2 separate regions of the Sus scrofa genome follow, and region 1 is linked to region 2. The links are chromatin contacts, called in public Hi-C maps. All regions are on one chromosome and are shown on one strand. The core of a region is the stretch at or near the end of the contact, and the rest is flanking DNA. Distances in the headings are between cores, read along the strand shown. Region 1 holds the start of SCYL1 (N-terminal kinase-like protein). Region 2 holds the start of MUS81 (crossover junction endonuclease MUS81).

Evidence for each region. Hi-C and Micro-C count contacts between places; a contact is called where the count stands out from the background.
Region 1: a contact with region 2 is called in a Hi-C map of liver, with 12 times the contacts expected there. The contact joins the promoter of SCYL1 here to the promoter of MUS81 in region 2. A contact is called at or near these places in 1 of 47 Hi-C or Micro-C datasets (liver) and 1 of 2 datasets of contacts at active chromatin or transcription factors (alveolar macrophages).

Annotation. Positions count from the first base shown.
Region 1 is chr2:6,730,805-6,736,049 of Sscrofa11.1, forward strand. SCYL1 (N-terminal kinase-like protein) reads right to left here and starts at 2,673. Exons shown (of 18, transcript XM_003122558.5): 1 at 2,468-2,673; 2 at 1,978-2,118; 3 at 1,655-1,777; 4 at 1,346-1,572; 5 at 821-911; 6 at 588-743. The coding sequence starts at 2,578.
Region 2 is chr2:6,469,175-6,474,322 of Sscrofa11.1, forward strand. It overlaps MUS81 (crossover junction endonuclease MUS81), which reads right to left and starts at 1,606. Exons shown (of 16, transcript XM_003122526.5): 1 at 1-1,606. CFL1 (cofilin 1) reads left to right here and starts at 2,384. Exons shown (of 4, transcript NM_001004043.1): 1 at 2,384-2,464; 2 at 4,365-4,672; 3 at 4,923-4,999. The coding sequence starts at 2,462.

The DNA of each region.
Region 1 (5,245 bases), core at 1,423-3,922, 260 kb after region 2:
GCCTCCCACCTTCACACTCTTCAGGTCTCAGCTCAAATCACCCCTAAGAGAGCCCTTCCCTGAGCACCCCACCCTCACTCTCCTGGCCTTATCCCCATCCCAGGAAGCACATGTTTCTTCCTTTATGTTTTCTGTCCCTTTCTCCCAGTGAGATGGAGGCCTGGTCCAATTATCCTCAGCTGGATCATCCTTGGGGGGCAGGGGTCTGAGCCTGACTCTCCCTCCCCACCCTGCTACCCACACCACAGCCCAGCATCAGGACAGGTCTAGAATGTAAGTGTGCAGTTAACAGGGGGCCAGGAGCAGACACTAAGCTCCTACTAGGGGCCAAGCACTATACCACGCACTTCAAACTCACTGACTCCTCACCAAACTTCTTTGAAGTAGGTACTATTATTGGGACTGAGTGTCAGCCAAGGGAAGTCACACATAAATAACAGTTGGAGCCAAGGTTTAAGCACAGAGAGCCTAGCTCTACAGTCTGTGCTCATCTCCAAGGGTCTAATTCTCAGGGGGCCTGAAAAGTGGGTGGTGGAGACTGGGTGAAGAACGTCGGGCCAAAGCCCACAGTGGGGCAGGGGGCTCACCTGAATCTCTTCCAGGAAGAGGTTGGTCTCCACAAAGCGGTTGTTCATGAAGCCTCCAGGCGCCCGGCAGTTCTGCAGGAAGCGGGCTGGGTTGGGACGAACCTTGGGGTTGGCTCCGACCAGCTCACAGTAATGGGGCACCAGTGATTTGGGGATCTGTGGGAGAAGCAGCAAGGTCAGGGCAGGGGCCACCTGGCTGGCGGACAGGGGCTGGGGTGGGGTCAGATATTCACCTTTCCAGGGTTTCGCAGGGCGGCTGCACGAGGTAGGGGCCCATTGAAGACTTCCCAGATGAGGCAGCCCAGGCGCCACATGTCGGCTGACCTGAGGCAGTGACCAGAGCTGCTCAAGGCCCAGCCACCTGCCAGCATAAAACTCCAACCTATGCTGAGCACCAGGCACTCACTGCATGGCAGACCCTGTGCTCTGTTCCTCAGCTCATCCTCCCATCAGCCCCGAGAAGTAGGTTTCATCAGCCCCATTTGACAGATAAGGAAACTGAGGCTCAGAGAAGCAAAGACACCCACCCCGGGTGACACAATTTTCAAATTCAGAACCACCTAACCCCAAAGTCTGTGTTTATCCTGCCCTACTTCCCTGAGGATCCTCGGAGCAAGGAGTGGGCCCACCCTGAGGACCCTGGTCCCCTCCCAGCTGGGCAGCAAGGGACAAGGGAGTGACATATAATCTAGGGGGCCCGAAGCTGCAGGGGCTTCCAGAACAGGGCAGGTTGGGGCATGCCGCCCCCAGTCACCCACCACTTCTCTCTGACTGCTTTGCCACTGCCATCGGCCAACTCTGGGGGATCGTACTGCTCAAGTTCGGGGACCCCCTTGCGGGGAGGACCCCCACCATTGCCCTGCGCCGAATACATGTAGTCCAGGCCCCCAAGCTTCCACTCCCCAGCGCGGTCCACGAACACAGCGGCCATGCAGACATTATTGTGGATGAGGCTGCAGTCGTTGACCAGGAAGCTGAGGGCTTTCTGGGGACAGAAGGAGCCATCACAGCCCTGTACCTGCAGCCCCCCCATCCCTGCAATCATCACCACTACCCCCCCACCTCACCACAATTTGGTGTAGCCCCCAGGAGAGCTCCATCTCCCTCAGATCACCAGTCTCTGTTCGAGCCTTGAGGTACGCTGCCAGCGGGGTCACAGCCTCCGTCACCACGTGGAGGCATTTTTCTGTCTGAAGAAGGACGTGGAGTATCAGCGCAGAGTGGAGAAGAAGCAGGGGGATGAGAGACGTGATGGGGACCGGGTGGAGAAGGGGAAGTCAAATCTGGGGGTTACTGGGGCAGGGGGCTGGGAAGGGGCAGGAAGGCAGGAGCAGGAGACTGGGAGAAAGTGAGGGGCAGAGACAGAGCAGACTGAGCGGCCGGTAGGTACCTCCAGCCCATCGATGTAGGCCAGGATGTTGGGGTGCCGGAGAGTTTTGAGGCGCTTGAAGGCGGCTTTGGCCACCTGGGTTTGCTCTTCGGCGCCGGGCTTCACATCATAGACGAAGATGGACACCGGGCTGCCTGTGGCCTGGGGCAGAACAGAGGGGCCTCAGGGGTGTGGGCCGAGCCCCAAGCTGACCACTCCATCTCCGAGATGGTCCCCGGAGCTAAGTACCGGAAAGGAAGACCCGCCGGCCGGGTCTCCCCCCAGGACAGCCCTTGGGGACTGAGTCGGGCCCACGTAACCCCGGTTGGGTGCGCCTGTTGGTCCCTCGGTCCTTCCGCCCGCCACGTCGGCACTACCCGTCCCCCTCCCCCGGCCCGTTGCCCTAGAGGCTCCGCAGCCACGTCAGGCGGGGCGCGACGCGGCGGGGCCGGCGGCGCTGACTAGGCGAGACCGAGGTCGGCCGAGGCCTGCGGAGCGGGGCCGCGCTCACCTTCTTGCGGCCGCGGTGCAGGGCCCAGGGTCCGGGCGGGCTGCCCTCGGGAGGTTCCGGGCTGAGCTCAAACGGGAAATCCCGGACCGGGTCCCGAGCAAAGAACCACATCGTCCCCGCCGCCGCCGCCGCCGCCGCCGCCGCCGCGGCCTCGGGCGCTTCAGCTCCGGGTCCTCCCGCTGCCCGAGCCGGGGCGGGGCGGGGCGGGGGCGGGACGGGGGCGGGGTCGGCCGTGGCGAGGGCGGGTCTGTGTGGGCGGGGCCTCGTGGGGGCGGGGCTGGTGGGCGGGGCGGGGCTGGTGGGCGGGGCGGGGATCCGAGGGCGGCAGGTACTGGGGAGACCAACCCTCCTTCACCCCCTGCCCTGGCGGATCACCCAAACTCTCAGGGCCTCTGTGTCTTTATATCTAAAATGTGGAAAGCCTGAGAAGGGACAGAGGATAGGGAAACGGAGACAAGGAGGCGGGGAGATGGGGAGACGCCAGAGGAAATCGTCAGAGAGACAGACATGAAGGGGTGCAGGGTTCAGTGAGGAGTGAGGAAGAGACTTAGAGAAGATGACTCTCCCCAAACCAGACGCTCTCCCACACCAGCCAGTGGGCACCTCCAGGATGCGGTGAGGATCAAGTTGGTGGAATGACTGAGTGACCAGGGAAGAGGCACAAGGAAGCAAAGCCGGTGAGAAGGAGCGTGGGTGAGAGGCAGAGAGGGAAGCAAAGGTCCTGAGGAGGTCTAGGAACCCTGAGACAGGGAGAGGGGACCTGGGGAGGGGAAAGGCAGTGACCCCAGGAAAGAAGGGTAGGAGGAACAGCCCAGCAAGTTCAGAAGAAGCCAGGAGGCCAGGAGGGGCCCCTGCTCTCCTGGGCTCAGTAGAACTGGCTCTGTGTCTCCAGGGTCAGCACCTCCAGACCCCAGCACCTGTGCAGATAGGGGCTGTCAGTGGCAGAATGGTGTCAACAGCTCAAATGCCATTCATGCTGGAGGAGACCCAGCTCCTTAGCTGGACAGAGCCCAGCATCCAGGAGGGGCTGGGCTGGCAATGGTTTCTCCAAAAGTAAGGTCACGTTCATTACAACACTATTTACAATAGCCAAAACATGGAAACAAGCTAAATGTCCATCGACAGAGGAGTGGATCAAGAAGATGTGGTACATATACACAATGGAATATTACTCAGCCATTAAAAAGAACGAAATACCAGCATTTTTTGCAACATGAATGGACCTAGAAACTATCATTCTAAGTGAAGTCAGCCAGACAATGAGACACCAACATCAAATGCTTTCACTCACATGTGGAATCTGAAAAAAGGACAGACTGAACTTCTTTGCAGAACAGATGCTGACTCACAGACATTGAAAAACTTATCGTCTTCGGAGGAGACAGTTTAGGGGGTGAGGGGATGTGCTTGGGCTGTGGGATGGAAATCCTGTGAAATCAAATTGTTATGATCATTATACAACTACAGATGTAATAAATTCATTTGAGTAATTAAAATAAAATAAAAAGATTTTAAAAAATAAAACAAAACACAAAGGAAATTAAAACTTGTTCATCACTATGTGTCAAACACTGTATCAGGCAGTTCTGCACACAGTAACCCACTTGGAAGTTACTTGGCCTCTCTGTGCCTTATTTCCTTGTCTGTACAAACAAACCTCCTGGTGCTAGAATTTCATCAGTACTGTTTTTTTAAAAAAAGAAAGAGACTGAGGTTCTATATGCAAGATACTCAGAACAAGGCCTGCAACTGAAAGTGCTCAATAAATGTGAGGAGTTTATTTCATTCAAAACAAAACAAAACAAAACAAAAAAAGGTCACATGGAACCCAGGGTTGGGGACAGTCTTGCAGCTGCATCCTACAGAAGATGGATGAGATGCTGGAATTAATTAGGAAACATCTGGCTGGGATGCCTTTGGGAGCAGGTTCAAGGGCAGGGATGCCAAAGTCAGTAGGCTGGGTTCACTGGCTGTGGAGACTCACCTTACCTGGGAGCCTCGGTTCCCCCATCTGTAAATTGGGGTGGACGGTGCCCTGTGCCTCACCTGACACCGCTCCTCAGCAGTGACTCGTTCTCCCTTTTCTTGTTCAAGTACCCATGCAGGATGCTGGGAGGAGGATCCGACACAGTGGGGGCTGTTCAGGGCAGAACAAAAATAATAACTAGAGAGCCTCCTGTGGCTTCACTAGGAAGACGGTGACCACATCGGGAGTAAGGGAGTTCCCGTTGTGGCTCAGCAGGTTAGAATCTCACATAGTATCTGCAAGGATGTGGGTTTGATCCCTGGCCTCGCTCAATGGGTTAAGGATCCATGTTGCCACAAGCTGTGGCCTGGGTCGCAGATGTGGCTCAGATCCAGTGTTGCCATGCTGTGGTGCAGGCCAGGAGCTGCAGCTCAGATTTGACCTCTAGCCTGAGAACTTGCATATGCCCCAGGTGAGTCCCTAAAAAGAAAAAAAAAATTGTGATTATGGAACTGGCAATGTGGGCGCGTGGGTAGCATCTTGTCATGGGAGAAGACCAAGCAAGGGGCTTAAATGCCAAATTAGAGAGTCTGGAATATTACCCCTTTACTGAAGGGTGAACCACAGCCTGAGCTGTGTGTGTGAGTGCAGAATGCTGGCATGTGGCAGGCAGGGTGGGGTGATGCTTTGGGGTGGAGGTCATGGTTAGGGGTGAGGGCCTGTGAGCACAGGGTTTACGTGGTGATGTTTAGTGAGGGACACATTCTCTGAGCACCTAGCACATGTGAGGCCTGTCCAGTGCATGGGGCTGA
Region 2 (5,148 bases), core at 356-2,855:
GAGGGTGCACAGCGCCCCCTATGACTGGGAGGTCTGGCCGGGCCGGGCTTAAATGAGTAACCCGAGGCTGTTGGTTTCAGACTGGCTCTAGCGGAGGACGCTGGAGAAACTGGCCTAGTGAAGAATCCGAGAGGTGGGAGGATGGGGAAGCAGATGGGTTCAGTTGTTTTTGTAGGAAGGACATTAGGAATGAGGACACAAAGGTAACGCAGAAAGAGCTGAAAGACCCTCCGAGGAAATGGTGATCCCATGTGGGCCTCCCCATCCAGAGCAGTGGGGGAGGGGCGCGAAGACGAGGACGTGCAGGGAAGGCCAAAGCTGGGAGGACAGGGAGAGGGAGACAGTAGACAAACAGAAAGGGGACAAGTAGGAGGTGCTGGACATCGAGGCATGTGGGAGGGGCTGACATGGGCATGTTGTTGGATTCGGGGTAGCAACCCGGGGGTGAGAAATACGGACAAGGGAAGAACACTTCATCGTTCTTGTGACTCGTTGGAGGTGGGGGACTCTCAGGAAGGTTAAGATGGGAACTATGCAAAGGGGGTTCCACTTGAGCACGAGAGTCTCGCCAGCAAGTTACAGCAGCCGACATCTGCCATACCGGAAGTGGCGAGGTGTGGGTCTGGGGCCTTTCGGGAGTGGAGAGGCGGGCGCCCGAGCTCCAGGCCTGCCCCTTCAGACTCCGCCCAGCCTCGATCCCGCACCCCCCGGCCGGCTCCGCACTCCCGCCTCCCGCCTGACGCTGCCTTATAAGGAGCCTCCAGCAGGCGTTCGGATTGGACCCGCCCCCTCTAGTCTCTTGTCCTAATAAGGACATCTAGGGCATCCCGCAGCTAGGGGCGGGCGGGAGCGCGTCTCCAGGGTAACTGCGAAATCTCCCACCCCCCTCCTCGTTGCTCTTGGAAACTCCGAAGCTCAAAAAGGTGGAGCCAATCTCATCTTGTAGCAAGGTCTCTTGCAGGAGGCGGCGGTCGAGCTGCGGTCCCCACCTGATGCTCCCGGTGGGGGGGCAATGCAGCGGTACGTCCCCGACTACAGTCCCCGGCATGCTCTGCGACATACCCCAGTCTCGGGTGTTGCTCCCCAGCTGAAGACCAAGCTTCCAGCTCTTCATTTACAGCCTTTATTCTGCATATGGGATCGATGCCCCCAATTCTCTTGTTTGCGACCCTGTCTTCTGCAGAGTAAGCGGCTATGGCCTTTGTTGAAAGCCAATGAAATCTCCCTGGAGTCCCCCACCCTAGTCTGTTTTTTGAAGGTTATGCTCCCACAGAGCTTCTGTTTTAATTTCTGTGGGTATTAAATTAACCATATGCCTGGTTACCAACTGGAGAACGAGATTTAAGTCTGGTTTAAAATCTGTTTCCTGGAGTTCCCGTCGTGGAGCAGCGGTTAACGAATCCGACTAGGAACATGAGGTTGCGGGTTCGATCCCAGCCCTTGCTCAGTGGGTTGAGGATCCGGCATTGCCGTGAGCTGTGCTGTAGGTCGCAGACGCAGCTCGGATCCCGCCTTTCTGTGGCTCTGGCATAGGCTGGCAGCTACAGCTCCGATTCGACCCCCTAGCCTGGGAACTTCCATATGCCGTGAGAGCAGCCCAAGAAATGGCAAAAATAAAATAAAATCTGTTTCCTCTGCTCACTGCCTAGTAAAAGGCGGTAATCTTCGAATGCATAAATCCCTGCTCTTCTCCCTTTATTGCCTCATGAATATGCCAAATGCTTTTAAAACTAGTACAAAGCTCTATTTTCAAAGATTTCTTTGTAGTCTTTCCTTGTGTTTTTTTTCTCTTATTTTATTGAAATTGCACATCGCCTTTCCTCAGTAGACAAGAGTGTCTTTTGAGTATGGAGAATGGTTAATGAATGTGTCCTGGATTGAAGTCTCCTTATACTTGGGATTCTCCTTGCTCTAGGACTGGATTCCAGACCAATGAATAGTTGCTTCAATTCACAAAAGCAAAATACCAAGTCACTGGAAATTTTTAGACCAAGAGATCCAGAAAAACGCCAGGATGGACCTTAGGAAAACCGTTTCGGTACGGGATAAAGAAGCGCGAAATCGAGGCTCATTTTCAGGTCAAATCACCCAGCACCGAGGCCTTGGCTCTGTGCAGAGCGTTTCCTGGGGCATTCCACCAACCCGCGCGCTCTCCTTGCTGTAGTCCCGCCCCTCTCAGCTGTCCCCGGACTACACTTCCCAGTATGCAACGTGACGACCAGACGCTGTCAGATGAAAAAGACTCTGCTACCCAGCTGGCCCGAGGACAGCGCAGGAGCCTCGGACTTCATTTCCCGTCGGTCTTCAGGAGGAGCGCCGGAAGCCCGCCCCGCCCCTCATTGTGCGGCTCATACTAAACGGAAGGGGCCGGGAGAGGCCGCGTTCAGTCGGATCCCGGCAGCAGCTGAAGCGGCTCTTGTCTTTTCTGGCTCCTTGCTATCTCCTTTTCGCTTCCGGAAATATGGTGAGCGGCAGGCCACGGCGCGGGAGGGGAGGCGGCTGCGAGTCGATTGTCTGCGTGCGCGGGAGGGAACGGGGGAGCGACGTCGGCACCCCCTCCCCCAGATCCCCCGGCTGGATGAGGGTCTCGTGCTGAGGGGCGGGCGGCGCTGGGACGCGCGTGCGCGCCCGCGGGCGCCGGTGAGGGCCGGCTCGGACGTCGCTCGCGCGCCCCCTGGACTCCCCTCCCCTCCCCCACTCCGCTGTTGCGCCCGCGCGGACACTGGCCGTGGGGGAGGGGTCCAGGGCGCGCGGGTGCGCGGCCGTCGCGGAGCAGCCGGTGTCGCGCGTCGCGGCGGTGCCGAAGCGAATGGGTTCGCGGGTGCGCGCGCGCGCTGGGAGCACGCGGCATCCAAACCTGGCTCGGGGGCGGCGAAGGAAAAGCGCGCGAGCGCTCTCGGCGCGCGCGCCCCACCCAAGGGCTGTTCCTGTCTTCGCGTCACCCTCCCTCGCAGGCGGGTCTGTCTCGAGAGCAGGTGGCAGGGATGCCCACAAGGGGCGGGGGCGGCGCGGCTAGCTGGGATGCGGGGGTGTCCGGGTTTTGGCGCAGGCGCCTGAGATTGGGGGCTTGCCCCGCGCAGCGGACCCCGCAGCGACCACGGCCGCGCTCGGGAGCGAGCCCACGAGACGAGCTGGGTTCTCCGCCGAGTACTCCCGGCGAGGGATGGAACGGCGCTGTCGGCCGGCGCGTGCGCACTCGCTCAGGCCTGGCCGCCGGGCCCGAATCCCTGGACAAGTGGGGCCGTCGGCTTTCCCGGATGGGGCCTGAGGGTGGAGCTGAGTTTAGGGAAGTGACCCAGGCGGGCACCGCCCGGAAACCACCCCGCCCCCTCTGTTCAGCCCGAAGGCTTCGAGGGCCGAAGGTTGTGTAACGTGCCCAGGCCCTCAGCGGAGGGGACCAGTAAGCTGGTGGGTAAAGGCGATTCCTTGGGGTTGAGAGTCTAGAGGTGTCTCTGCATCTGTGTACCGGTTTTTCTCGGGGAGGGGTCTGAGTCTAGCCGATCTCTTCTCCGCCTACTCCGGAAGCGGCTCAATCACGTGGCCAGCTTCCTCTGCAGTTCCGGGAGCGGGGGCAGGTTTTTACCTTGGACAGTCACTCTCTCCCGGCTAGGTTGGGCCCCAGCACGACCCAGAAAAGTTTAAAGAGCTCTCAAGGGCCAAGGTGTTTGGAGTGCTAACTTAGATCAGTGACTTTTGGGGCCTGCATATATTCTGGGGAACAGGGAGTTGTTGGGTAGGGCCTTAATTAGGCGTTTGTGGTTCTTGCTTGGGTTTAGGAAGACCCCAGCGGAGGATAGGACAGCTTGTGTAGTCACCGCATGGGACAGTTCTGATGGACTTGTTAGAACAGTTGAGCACCGCTGGTGTCCCATGTAGCATTATGGGGTCCTGGTTCTCAGAAGTGACTGTAGCCTGGGTGTCTGGGTCCTCTTCCACCTCCGTGAAGTTCTGAGTCAGCACAGGAGGCAAAAGCCGAGATTGAGGATGTGAGTAGGAAACGAGCCAGTAGTCAGTTCTGTAGGTTCTTTCAATTCTGGGCTCCCATCTGGGCCAAGGCTCTGCTGCTCGCAGGTCTTCAGACTCTAGCCTGCAGGATGTCAGGCTGGGAAGGAAGGATACTGAGTTACTTGACCAGATGTGTCTCTCACGGTTGCCATTCTGGGGTTGTGTGACATCTGGTCCTTGGACAGGAACTGGGGTGGGGAGATAGAGACACTTGTCTTGGGGAGGGGATTCATGACCTCTTGGGAGTAAGGACTACACCCCGTGGCGTCTAGACAGATCTCCCCAGAAAGCGGAGGAGGGACTTCAGGGCACTTCCCAGAAACCTCTTCCTTATGAGGTACATGCGGCCCGTCCTCTAGGCCTCCGGTGTGGCTGTCTCTGACGGGGTCATCAAAGTGTTCAATGACATGAAGGTGCGTAAGTCCTCGACACCGGAGGAGGTGAAGAAGCGCAAGAAGGCGGTGCTCTTCTGCCTGAGCGAGGACAAGAAGAACATCATCCTGGAGGAGGGCAAGGAGATCCTCGTGGGTGACGTGGGCCAGACTGTAGACGACCCCTATGCCACCTTTGTCAAGATGCTGCCGGACAAGGACTGCCGCTACGCCCTCTATGACGCCACCTACGAGACCAAGGAGAGCAAGAAGGAGGACCTGGTGTTCATCTTCTGGTGAGCTCCTCCTGCGGGCACCTGCCCCGGCTCTGCCCTGCCCGGCGCTCTCAGGCTGGGGAGGGCCGCCCTTGGCTGCTGGTTAACCCCGAGGGGTATGTGTGGAGGGACAGCGTTGTGCGAAAACGCCAGTCAGGGAGGAAGTTGGTGAAAGCGCCAGTGCTTCGCGTGTCTGGAAGTCATTCGCTGTTGGAGGGCCCTTGGTAGAGGCGGAGGAGGGGGCGTTGCTGGAAGTTCTCTTTCTTTCCAGGGCCCCTGAGTGTGCACCCCTGAAGAGCAAAATGATCTACGCCAGCTCCAAGGACGCCATCAAGAAGAAGCTGACAGGTGAGGGCCAGCATCACTGGTGCCACACACGCTTTCCACCCAGGCCTTGGCTGCCCGGGCGTGGTGGCGGTCCCCCCCTCTCCTTCCCTGCCTGCTGGAAGGCAGCCTGGTCTCCTCCATCTGTTCTGACCAGCTCCTTCTCAGCTGCA